2 separate regions of the Gossypium hirsutum genome follow, and region 1 is linked to region 2. The links are chromatin contacts, called in public Hi-C maps. All regions are on one chromosome and are shown on one strand. The core of a region is the stretch at or near the end of the contact, and the rest is flanking DNA. Distances in the headings are between cores, read along the strand shown.

Region 1 (6,887 bases), core at 4,237-6,736, 150 kb after region 2:
ATTTCCTCTCCAAACAGGATTAGAAACTGAACTAGCACCCCTCGTTGTCCCTTTCTTTCGTAATTGCTTTTCAATGGTGAGTGCAATTTGAAGCATCTCTTCAACATCCATGTAGTGTTGTAACTCAACTCGATCTGCAATCTCAGGCTTTAGGTCGGCAATGAATCTAGCCATAGTCACCTCAGCCTCTTCAACAAGATTGACTCTAATATGAATAGTCTCCATCTCTTTGTAGTAGTCATCCACAGATCTATCTCCTTGAACAAGATGTTGGAGTCTTTGATGGAGTTCTCGATAATAGTATGGTAGAACAAACCGTTTTCGCAAGATACGCTTCATTTCAACCCAATTAGTAACATGTTGCTCTCTATAAAGAATCCTGCTTTTACATAATTGATTCCACCATATTAGTGCATAATTAATGAACTCAGCGACAACGTATGTTACCTTTTTCTCATCAGAGTAATTGTAACAAGCAAAGACTGCTTCCATCTTTTCCTCCCAATCAAGGTAAGCATCAGGATCATTCTTCCCTGAGAAAGAAGGAAATTTTGGTTTGGGGGTGTCATTGTTTCATTCCAACCTTTCTCTAGGTACATACTCGGACTCAAAGTCATCATAAAAAACATGGTCCTCACTTCGTTTAAAAGTTCGATCTCGCGAATTTGATTGCCTTATAAAGGACTCGTTCAACTTCTTGTAATTATCAGCAATGTATCTCTCTTGAGTTGTAAGTTTTGTATCAAGATACTCCCTTTGCTCTTGTAACATCTGGGTCATGCGATGTTCGAATTGAGTTTGCAACTTTTTCATCTCTTTTTGTAACAACTCGACCAAATGATCGTTCTCTCTTTTTTGCTTATCCTCTTCATTTTTACTAGTTTGGGATCTAGTGAGCGGCATGGTATTTGTGAAAGATCAAACAAACAGGAACAAGAAAGAAAGAATAATAATAACCTCACTTGTTAGCTCTCAAAAGAATAACTCTCTGAATGATTCAAAACTTGTAAATATGTTTGGAGAGGGTTACTAATCAAGATCAAATAACGGAGGTGCAAACTTCAAAGAAACAATGAAGACCCTAATTGCTCTAAGAGGCCAATAAACTTGACGAGGCAATTTGTAATGGAGGCTACACGGATGAAGGAATTGTGCGTGCCTTTAATATCTGCTAACACAAGAAGAAACAAAGTGTTAGAAAGCGTAAGAGAAACAAAAAACGTAGACCTGCAACGATCCCTAACTCTAGAGTCAAAGAAAAGCTTTAATAAGAAGAACACTTAAGAAAACTCTACCCAATTGTAAAAAAAAAAAAAAAAGAAATTAAATCAAGAAGAAGCGTTTAATTTGGTGATCTTGAAGATTTTTGGAAAAATCAAAAATAAATTGGAGAGCTTTGAAGTTATAACCGTTGACTGTCGATGAAAGAAAAGAAAAAGAAAAAACGAAAAATAAATTAAATTAATAATAATAAAAGATGCAATAATAACTATAGGAAAAAAGAAACCTACTATGAAAGGTACAACTTTTTTTGCGGTTTTTTTGCCTTTTTCTTTTTTTTTGCGATTTTTGTTTTTTAAGAAAAAAAGAAAAAAAATCGACGAAACCATGAGAAGTTTTTGTATTTTGACTCGTTTCGATATGATTTAGCTTAAAAATAAACCGAATGGCCTGAATGATACCAACTGATGCGGAAATCCGAATTAGACACAGAGAAACACAATTAGAAATAAACGAGAATAAATAAAAAAATAATAATAATAATAAAAGCATAGATTTGCCCTATGAACCTTGGTTAACTTGTAACCAAAACGTCAATAATTGAGCGGCTCCTACGAAACCCTAGAAGAAGAACCTCTAGAAACACTGATGAACGGGAAAGAAATTTGAATATTTGTAACTCCGAAATACCCTCGAAAGTAACAAACTCCAAACTAAATAGCGAGAGAAGAATCACTCTACTCTCAAAATTTGCCTCACACAAATTTGGAAGAAAACAAATACTCTTTTTATTCCCCCAATGTGTAGAAAGCAAGCCTATTTATAGGCAAATTACGAGAGTAATTGAATCCTAATAAAACTCTTTCAAGAGTAATTGAATCCTAATAAAACTCTTTAAAATTATCTAAGAAAATAAATAAATAATAACCTAACCAATAAAATTACTTAACTCATAAGTGATGTGTCCTAACCAATGAGAATTAAGTAAATAATAATAATAAGATACATAAAAGATTAATCCACCAATTCATGGGCTTTCACTATTTCAAGATTGGTCCAGTAAATTGCATTCCCGTATTTGTCAACGTCACGAACATGATGATTTAAATTTGTAGCAACAAAGTCTTGGACAAAAGCATTTATCTTTGATTTTAATTGTCGTGCATTGCTTCGAGTGATTGGACCACTAGGAAAAACAACCCCTTGAGTGTCACCTCCTTGACTCGTATCAACTTATAACTTTAGTTCCTTTTAGTGGAAGAATGTCAAGTGTGATCAAACTTAATCCACAACTTCAATTATTTTCTCATGTTATATAAATTATCTCAAATTTTGAGTATTTTATTACAATTATTCAATTTTAAATTTTTTATATAAATTTTAAATTTAAATTATTACAAATTAATATAGAGAAAACTTTGATATAATTTCTCAGGATATTCTAGTCTATATATAAAGTGAACACTAAGCACACTCTAAATGCTAAGAATGTAGGGTAAATTTACTGGACATCACTCAACTCTGGGTCATTTTCTTTTTTAGTCACTTAATTATGATTTTTTTTAAAATTGATCACCTAATTAATTGAGATTATTATTTTTATCCATTTCCATTAATTGCATTAACGGGAGGTGACATGGCAGTTGAAACTTTAATGTAATAAATTTATCCCTTAATTTTTACATATTATATTGATTTAGTCAATTGTTTTAAAAGTTAACCTTAAGAAATTTACAAATGATCTTAATTTGATCCTAATTCTAAAAAATTTAAAGAAATATATAAAAATACATAAATATTTTCAAAACAACAATGATAAATTTTAGAAAATATAAAAATAAAAAATATTGTTGAAAAAAATAATATATAAAATTTTAAAATATAAAAAACACACAAATAATTTTTAAAAAACAATAATTTTGAATTTTATATTAATATTAAATAAAAATAATTATTTTTATTTTTATTTTTATTTTAAAAAACCCAAACCCCCTCCGCCTCCATCTCTCACATTTTGGATAATTTAATTTTAATATATACATTTTGTATATATTTTAATTTTAAATAATAATTTTGGATAATTTTAATTTTGTTCAGTTCTTTTTTTTTGGTTTGTTCATATCTTTATGGTATACTGCAATTGACTGGCTAATCATGTAATTGCAGAAAGTGCTAGACTGCTTGATGGGCTGAGACTACCATAAGAAGATTGCCACACGGAATGAATCAAACTCACTAGAACGTTCAGCATCATATCATGTGTTTTTCTTGCCGCATGCTTCTTTCCTTGCCAATAAACACGGGGGACGGTGGTCGGGGGGTTTAATTTAATATAAATATAAATATAAATCTAATTTCAAAGTCAACTAAAGGTGATTTTGGATGGGCGATGCGTTTACCCGCGGTTAGTATAAAAACAGCGGTGGCGGTGAAATTAGACACTATAGCGATACTGTAGCGTGAGACAAAAAGTAAACTAAACGCACCGCATCGCACTTAATCGTCCATCCAAACCCACCCTAAGAAATAAAAGTAGTAGTTGCACTTGTAAGCACTTCACATGCACCAATAGGTCGACCAAGCTAGTTTACACTTGAATTTGACTAGAAAAAGATAAATGATGATAAACATAATACAGAAATAGAAAAAATATTATCAAGGTCTCTATTTTAAGAGTTAAATTTTATTTTATCTCTTCTATTTAAAAAAGAGATAAATTAATTTCTATATGTTAAATAAAAAATTAAATCGATTCTTTTAGTTAAAAATTAGTATGATTGACGGAATAACTAGACAATGACACAAAATGTATCATTTGTACATCATACTGATATATCAATTTTTTGAATAAAAAAAGACAAAATTACAAATCATTTTTAGGATGATTTTTTGAAGAGATACACTAACACTGCTCAATTGATCATTTTTAGTAACATAGACTAGTGGGGTTTAAATAATAAAAACAAATCATTCTTTTATATTCAATTGGTTAGGATGAGTACAACATTTATTTAACAAATTTCACTTCAAGAAATTATCATTAACGGTCAGGTCAAATTATTATCTCATCAATTTTTTAATAAATAGATTTGATCCTTACGTTCATTCAATCACATCAATTTCACCATCTGTATAGCTTCCTACCAATTTATTCCATTCTGCTTGGTATGTTGGATTCAACATCAAAAAATATTTACATTTGATTTTATCTTTTATAAAAAAGTTTTACTTAATACGAAAGAAACAAAAATATATAAAAAAATTATTTATATTATAGGTTCTGATCATATTAAATTATAAGATGTAATGTTTAGAACTACTCATAGCTAGAGCTAATTCATATCTGTTATTTTTGATGCAATGTTTAAAACTATTCATAGCTAGAATTGATTTTGGGCCGAGTCAGGTCTCAACCAAATTTTAAGGTTATTTTTAGGCCTAGACTCGGTCCGACCCAAAAAATAGACTTAAAACTTTGTCTAGGCCCGACCCGAATTATAGAAGCCAAACCTTAGCCCGTATTAATTTTTTTAAATTATTTTATTATATACAACAAATTTTAAAAAATATATAATATATCAAAAACACTTAAAAAATTTAAAACAAATATTAAAACAACAAACAAATTGAAAATACATAAAAAAATACTTATACTAAGATAGTTGTAATAGAAATAGTAGCAAGATTACCAATACAACATAAGTCCTACAATATTCAAATGATATTAAAAATGACACCGAAATGAAATTAAAAACAACAACGTAACAATAGTAAAAACGCACAAAAAAACAACACCCAAACAACAAAAAAACAAAAAAAATAAAAGCAAAAATAGCACCAAAAATGATAGAAATTTTTTATTAAAAATAGTTATTTTATTTAGGCCCGAACTAAAAAAAATTTTATCCAAGGCCTGACCCATTTAGAAAATGGATATTATTTTTTGTTTAAACCTAATTTTAAATTTATCTAAACCTTCTAATTTTTCAAATCGGACAACCTAGTCCATAATCAGTCTACCTATAAATCCTCTCTAATCTATAAATTGTCTATTATCTATAATCTCCAATCCTTGAATTACGCATATTCACTTATTTTTTAAAATTATTGTAATAATAATATAATTTTAAATAGAAATGGGAAATAAAATTATGATTAGATATGGGAAGTTTGTGTCCGTGATTGAAGAAAATATAATTGAGGTTGAACAGAGGCACGTGGGGATATATAGACAAAGAACAGGAGTGCGGCTTCCATGAAGCAGAGCCGACTGCCAAAAGTCAAAGACGGAAAGGCAGCATCGACCAAAGCCAAAGAGAAGGCGTGCTCCTTTCACCTGCCCAATTTCTTGACTTTCTCATCCACACATTTCTTAATTCTAATATATTTTAGTATCAAAATTTGATTTTGTTTCCCTTATAAATATAAATTTAAACTCCATAGGATAGTTTGATGGTTAAACGTATTCATTATTTTAGATGTGATTTGAATTTGAGTCATATTAATCAAGCTCGATCTTATTGTAATTCACCAAAAACAGAAGAGTTAATCAAAATTCGTAAACATAAAGAGTGGCCATGAATCTGGATTTGATTGATGTGTATATAATATCCTATTGCAAATGGATCAGCAAAGATTTAAAATGTGTAGTTTTGGTTTGAAATGTCGAAAGAAAGAGAGTAGGATAGTTTGGACTTTTAGAAACAAAAGTTGGAATTAGAGTGAAAAAAGGAAGAATTCAAGAACTTTCAGTTAAAGTTAGGTGGATGTTTCAAATGCAAATCGAATAAAATACCTTGATTGCTTCTTCTAACTTAGAACCAAAGACGAGGTCACCATTTTTTCATAATAAAAAAAACAACACATAATAATAAACCACTAATACATCTCCTTATACTATATTTGCTATAAAACAATTAAGTTACACAAATTTGGGGATAGACTTTGGTGGTGATTTACATAGTTGAAAGCTATTAAAATGGAGGTTTAGGAGTGTAGTGATGGCTATGGTTGATTTCTTTTTTTCCGTTTTTCTCACCATTTCTCTTGATATTTATATAAGAATAAGGGTTTGGAGTGTGTTCCTCGTTACATGAGTGCTTCTTTAGTAGAGTTCAATTTAGACTTAGATTAGAGTATGATCTAAATGCATTGCGATATAAAGTTGGCGTGCTTGGCAAGTTGGAAAAAATTAATGAAATTGGATCTAACATCAGGGGCGGAGCCAAGGGGGCTGGTAGGGGGTCCAGTCTCCCCTAAAATAAAAAAATTTTCATTTAAGCCCCTTTATGATTTATAAAATTTTAAATTGATAATGGTAAAATTGTACTTAGACCCCTCCAAAAATGGTAAAAATTTAATTTAATCCTTTTAAAATTATAAAGATATATACTATTAAAATGGTGAAATTACATTTTTTACTATTGTAAAAATATATAATTTAATTCTGATCCCCTAAAATTATTTTTGACTTCGCCCCTACTAACAGTTGTCCTTGATGGCATTATAGTGATGTCTATTATAGTGTAGGGTGTTAAGGTACGTGGTATAACAATCCATATTGATTTATAAATGTTAAACCTTAAATCTAAATTTTAATTATTCAAATAAAAAATTTAAATGAAAAATATTTTTCAAAATAAATCACTTTAAGTTAATAAATTTTA
Region 2 (6,114 bases), core at 297-2,796:
TCAGACAAGAGGGAAGTGCAGAGGAATTAAAACTGATAGCAATTAGTTTAAAGCACCTAATGATAACAGAACTCTTGTCTAGGGGCCACGAATGCCACATAACCATTCTATAACCCATTAAAATGAGGATAACAGTACCAAGTTGTGAGAATCTGAGAAACAACAACTAATATATTGCCAGGCTTCGAGTCCACAAGTCCTTGTTCACAACATGATTGATAAAATCATGTAAAGCTGACTAGTATAGAAAATCTACATACAGTAACATACTGACCATCAATAGACGATTGTTTAAATATAACGAAAACTTACTTTCTAAAAGCCTAAAATCCATTATTCCTTCCCCTTTCTATGTACCCAAAAGAAAAAGAAAAACAATATTAAATTGTCAGCACACAGACTTCAATATCCATCCATGTTTACCATCAATCACCATTTTCCTAAAATCCTCGGGAAAAAACAAAAAAGAAAATAACATATTATGTAACCCACAAATATATGAAAAACTTGTTTAGGCTCGGCATTCTGAATGCGAGCTAGTCATACAAACCACGCATATACCATATGCACCATAATAGAAAGAAATATTCCTATTATCCTATATGGAAAACACAGGACTCAATTTAATCCGGAATTATCAATATCTTTGCTAGTCCATGTTTTAACCCAATAAAATCACATAAAACTTGGGTTCATTTACATCAATCAGCAGCGCCCTCTCTCTTTAAAGGAAAAAAACCTCTCTAAGATCAAAATGAAGATACGAACCCTAAAATCTTAAAATCTATAAACAGCACAACAGCATCCACGTCCAAAGAAATAAGAGAAAATAATTGACGAACCAAACTCAACAAGCAGAATCCATTAAACTTTACCGACGATAATGAAAAAGAAAAATACAGAAATTAAATAGAAGTTCTTCGACTTACTCCTGCTTTACCAGGGATCGTGCAATGCCACACCATCAAATTGACCGTTCCATCAGGCAACGTCTCTGGTTTCGCAACAAAACCCTAAAATTTCAACAACAAAAAAATCAAACAAATAATAAAAAATTTAAAACATGAAACCCAGAAAAAAATAAACAAGAACAGGGAAACAAACTCCACGGACATGGGGATGGTTCTTCCTCCATGCCTTACGTTCCTCGGCGAGTCGACCACGCGCTATTCCTCCCGACATCTCTCTCTCTGTCTCTCTCTCTGTGTCTTGTCTTTCACTCCGGCCTTCTCTTTCTCTCTCTAAAACCCTCACCCAAATGTTCTCTCTTCTCCTTTCTTAAATAATTGTTTTTTTGTTTGTTTAATTTTAATAATAAATAAAATTATATTAAAAACAAAAAAAAAAAAAAAAAAGAAAAGGGGCGTTGATGGAATCGACTTTTCCATTTTCAATTTCTCTTGGTCGTCTAAAATAAAAATAAAATAATAAAATATTAATTATTTTGGTCTTCCGGTTGTGCCCTTGATGAAGAGAGGAGTCGTTGCGCCGAGTTGACCGAGAGAGAAACATACGGTAAAGATTTGATCTGGTGGGGGTGGGTCCCAATCCCAAGGGGTACCTTCGTTCCTTTTAGATATATGTAGATTTAGGTTGGATTAATTAATCTTTGGCTTTAAAAAGATTAAATACAAAAAAGTCAATGAATTAGCTGTTGAATTATATTCCGGCGTGAAATCCACGCCACTATACTCCTCACCAGTCACGTGCCTTCTTTTATTGGGCCATGCTTAGAGCTTGAGCCCATTATTGGATCCATTAAAGCCCGAGGTTGTTTCAAATTTCAATTGCCAACCACTTAATTGAGTGTTGTGATTATCAACAACCTCATTTAATTATTAAAAATGTTTTAATCTTGACTTGTTGAACGCAAATACCCTTTTTTTAGGATTATATATATTTAACTCTCATTTAATTGGTTGATGTTGGTATTTGAATTTCAATTTATAACTATGCTCTAATCTACTTAGAATATAATGGTGTAATTTCATTTTATGATATCTTTAAAAATATAAAAAAATATTTGTATGTCCAAATAAATGTCTAAATTCAAATGAATTTGGATATTGTTTGTCTAAATTCATTGTAAATGTGTTCTTTTTTAATATATTTTTTTAAATTTTAAAAATGTGATATTTTTAGAAAAAAAGTTCAAGTATTCTTTAGAATTTGTTAAATTTTTTGTGACATTTTTAGAATTATTTTGAAAAATCTCATGTATTTTTAGAAAATTTTAGAATTTCTTTACACTTTTCTAGATAATTTTGTATCTTCAAAAAAGTTTATTCTATATTCAATAAAGTATAAAATTTCACATAAATTTTTCGCGGATCTCTCGCTCTTTTTTATGCATTAAATAGATCATTTATTTGTTGTTTACACGCTTTTTTCTTTGTTTTTGTTTCAATAATTATGGGGTTTGCTTGAAAAATTTCTGGTTTCATCATGTTCTCGGCCTTTTTCTTTTTCTTTTTTGTTGAAAATATTTTATTGAGAGAACATTTTTAGTTGTCACTCTTTATATATTATTATATCATTATCTTTTTAGTAGTTGGTATAATTATTATAAACCTCGAGGTTTTGTTAACTATTGGCCTATTAGTAGTTGGTATAATCATTTTTAAAAAAGAATAAAAATATATAAATTTACTAAGAAAACTCATCCAAATTTAAACAATATGATACTTATGTTGATCTAAATCTAGATATCAATTTGTCTAAATTTATTCTAGAAGTGAAATAATATATTTTTATATTTTTTATTTTTTATTAATGCTTGTCACGTATCATAATGTTAAGCTATCACATGTCTATTATTAATTGTCAATGCCACACATCCGCATTGTAACAACATTACAACAGAAGTACATGTGTAATGAATTTCAAGTTCAAGTGCCAATTACATCCATAAAAAAAATATTTGAAAAAGCTTTTAATTTGTAGTTGCTCTAATTTAATATTTAAATTATTGTTATAACAAAACGGCTTATGACAAAGTGAAGTAATAAGCAAAGTCTAAGAGAATTAAGATCAACCCACAATATCAATTAAGATAGTTCGGATTCATCAATTCTACTTTATAAAGCCTTGCTCAGAGAATGATTATATTTACTAATTAAATTTAATTACCTATTTGCTTAAAACCAATTTACCCTTATAAAAATGGATAATTGCAGTTCAATATGAACTTAATTGTTATTTTCACTCTTCTAGATTATCCTCAACTGCAAAATCTTGAAAACTCTCTGAGTAATACTTCAAAAAAAATAGCCAAAAAATACACAATGAAGCAATAGAAAAAGACACTCTAAAAACTATATCACAATGTGCGACTAACCTACTTATTTATACTTCTTCGAGAGTCATTCTAGTCAAAATCTGATAAGATTTTATCTTCAATTTAATAGCTAATTTTAACAAATAGCTTATTTTGAATACTTATCTCATAAACCTTTTCGTAGTACAACTTCCCAATAGCTTCAAACTTTCTTAAAGTATAAGGATCAAGTTTTTCAACAACATGAAACTGTAACACCTCGAATCTGTCTCAATCATCGAATTATGGTTATGGAGCATTACGATACAAAACAAAACCTTTAACTTCAAAACAAAAGTAATAATTCAATTTATGTATAAATTCCAACATCTCATTTTAATCATAGTAACATACACATTTGGGCCTTAAATCGAGCCTTCGGGGCCCTAAAAATAATTTGCAAACAACCAGGGATCAATTTGAAATAAATCAAAAAATTTTGAAAAAACATGAAAATTTTGGAAACATGGGTCACACGGTCGTGTGACATAGTCCAAACAGTGTGGACATTCGAAGTCTGGACACACGACCGTGTCCCAACCTGTGTATCCACCCATGTGGTTATTCGAAATATGGTCACATGGTCGTGTCGCAAACCGTGTGCTCAACCATGTGTATATTCGAAGTTAGGTCACACGACTATGTCTCAAACCGTGTGAAACTTGCACTTAAAAATAATATAGAAACACGACCGTGTCACAACCCATGTCTTAGGTCGTGTGTCCGAAATTAGCCCCTAAAACAAGCCATTACAACTCTCATTCTTGCCTAACAAGGTACACTATTTGCACATACATTTCTATGATCAAAACACTCTTTAAACTCATTCAATATATACAAAATCAAGCAACCTATAAATTCTAACCAATATGCTAATCAAAGGCCCCTCAATCATAACAATTCCATACATTCAAAGCTACATTATCACCTAAACATCATTATCATATACATATATTATGAAACCGCTCCAAACATATATGAATAAGTCACAATTCTATAATGCATTTAAAAGTGACCCAAAGACATAACATACATATACATTTACAAGCCAAAACAAAACATGTACCAACCAAACTAAAGTCTTATATACAACTAAGTTCAAACAAGGCCAAAACCTACCATAAGTTCTTACTAAACCAAAATACCTATTACATCAAATTCCTATACATGCCATTTATAACCAAAAGATGAAATATCGAAAAACTACCAAAGTGAATGACGAATAGTGTGATAGAGTCCCGATAGAAATTCAACCGAACAAGTTTTCCAAATTTACAAGACAGAGCAACAAAATATCACGTAAGTGAACGATGCTTAGTAAGCTCGTATAAAAGAACTAAAACTTACCAAATAAAAATTTCATGATTAACCATTCAAGCATTGTTAAATTCCTATATGCATAACTCTTTCTATATACACCATTTCACAATTAGCAAATAAATACATATTGAAAGTACAAAACTCATTATATGTGCCATATCATGCATAAGGTCTCAAAATTAATATCATCAAAACATAACCAGACATCTTCTTTCATTTAATATCATTTTCAGATATATCTTTTTCAACCTTTTCATGTGTTATCCTTTTCGGGTAATTTCCTTTTCAACCTTTCCATGTGTTATCCCTTTCGGGTAACTTCCTTTTCAACCTTTTCAAGAATTCGGAAGAACCAAATGTAATGCCATGGTGTCTTTCAACCATGGCCTTTTCCTTTTCAAATACAATTGTAACACCCCTAACACACATCCGTCATTGAAATAGGGTTTCGAAGCATTATCGATCAAACAGACATAATTTCAAAATATTTCATATCATATAATATTCAAGTCAAAACCAATCAAATGCATCCAAAACATGTCATAACAATTATCCTAGGTGACTAACCAATGTACCCTCATAGGTACCACAATTATATCAATAAAATATATCAATAGAAGGTCATTCAAATTCAACTTGTAAACATGCCAAATTTAATCTATTTTTACCTAAATCATGTTCATTTTAGCATTAACTTAAAATATGCCATAATATGACCTCAAACATAAACACATATTATATGTATATAACCAACTAATATTAAACTTATAATCCCATTTACTTTACAATCAAACCACAAAATAATTACTATTAAGACACCCTAGGTACATGCCGACACAAAAGGATAAAACATCACAACGTTTGAGTTCGGGACCGTTGTTGGATGCTGAATCGGTGATCAAAATTAAGTACCTAACCTGCGCACAAAAAAAAAACTACACGCTGAGTAAAAACGCAGTGATATTTTTATAATTTGAATATTTAAAGGTAAAAAAATTACAAATACACGATTGAAATATTAGCACATATTAATATGTAATTATTACAACAACCATATCATATTTCATTTGTTTCACAAATATTTCAATTCTTACACTTGCTATGTAAATAGCTTTTCACAAATTATTTCACATTTCATTATACAATTACATTATCCATTCCATAATCATTTCATGAGTATATAACTCATATATTCCATATATTTGCAACATATTTCACATTCTATTTTCAATTCACTATTTCACTTCCATTTCTCATAACATGCCATTTCAATATCAATCATAAAACTTTATTATTCATTTACCCCTATTAACATGACTCGGACTCGAACGGATACACAGATCCAACCAAACACACCAGTTTGGCACCCAGTGCCTCATCGAATAATTCGAAGTAATAAATTGACACTCTGTGTCTCATCGGCTAAACCGAAGTGAATTGGCACCGAGTGCCTCATCGAATTAATCTGAAGTAGTAAA

The links. Hi-C and Micro-C count contacts between places; a contact is called where the count stands out from the background.
Region 1: a contact with region 2 is called in a Hi-C map of leaf, with 2.5 times the contacts expected there. The contact joins the enhancer-like site here to the promoter of LOC107913225 in region 2. A contact is called at or near these places in 2 of 34 Hi-C or Micro-C datasets (both in leaf).

Annotation. Positions count from the first base shown.
Region 1 is chrD11:26,346,710-26,353,596 of Gossypium_hirsutum_v2.1, forward strand. No RefSeq gene overlaps it. Among protein-coding and RNA genes, the nearest start is that of LOC107913218, 12 kb to the left of the region's middle. Within about 2 kb of position 5,487, at least 3 of the 9 cell types and tissues checked have an H3K27ac peak or open chromatin away from gene starts, as enhancers often do. A contact at or near this core is called in leaf, where this site is marked.
Region 2 is chrD11:26,202,597-26,208,710 of Gossypium_hirsutum_v2.1, forward strand. It overlaps LOC107913225 (SUMO-conjugating enzyme SCE1), which reads right to left and starts at 1,547. Exons shown (of 5, transcript XM_016841746.2): 1 at 1,114-1,547; 2 at 930-1,013. The coding sequence starts at 1,182.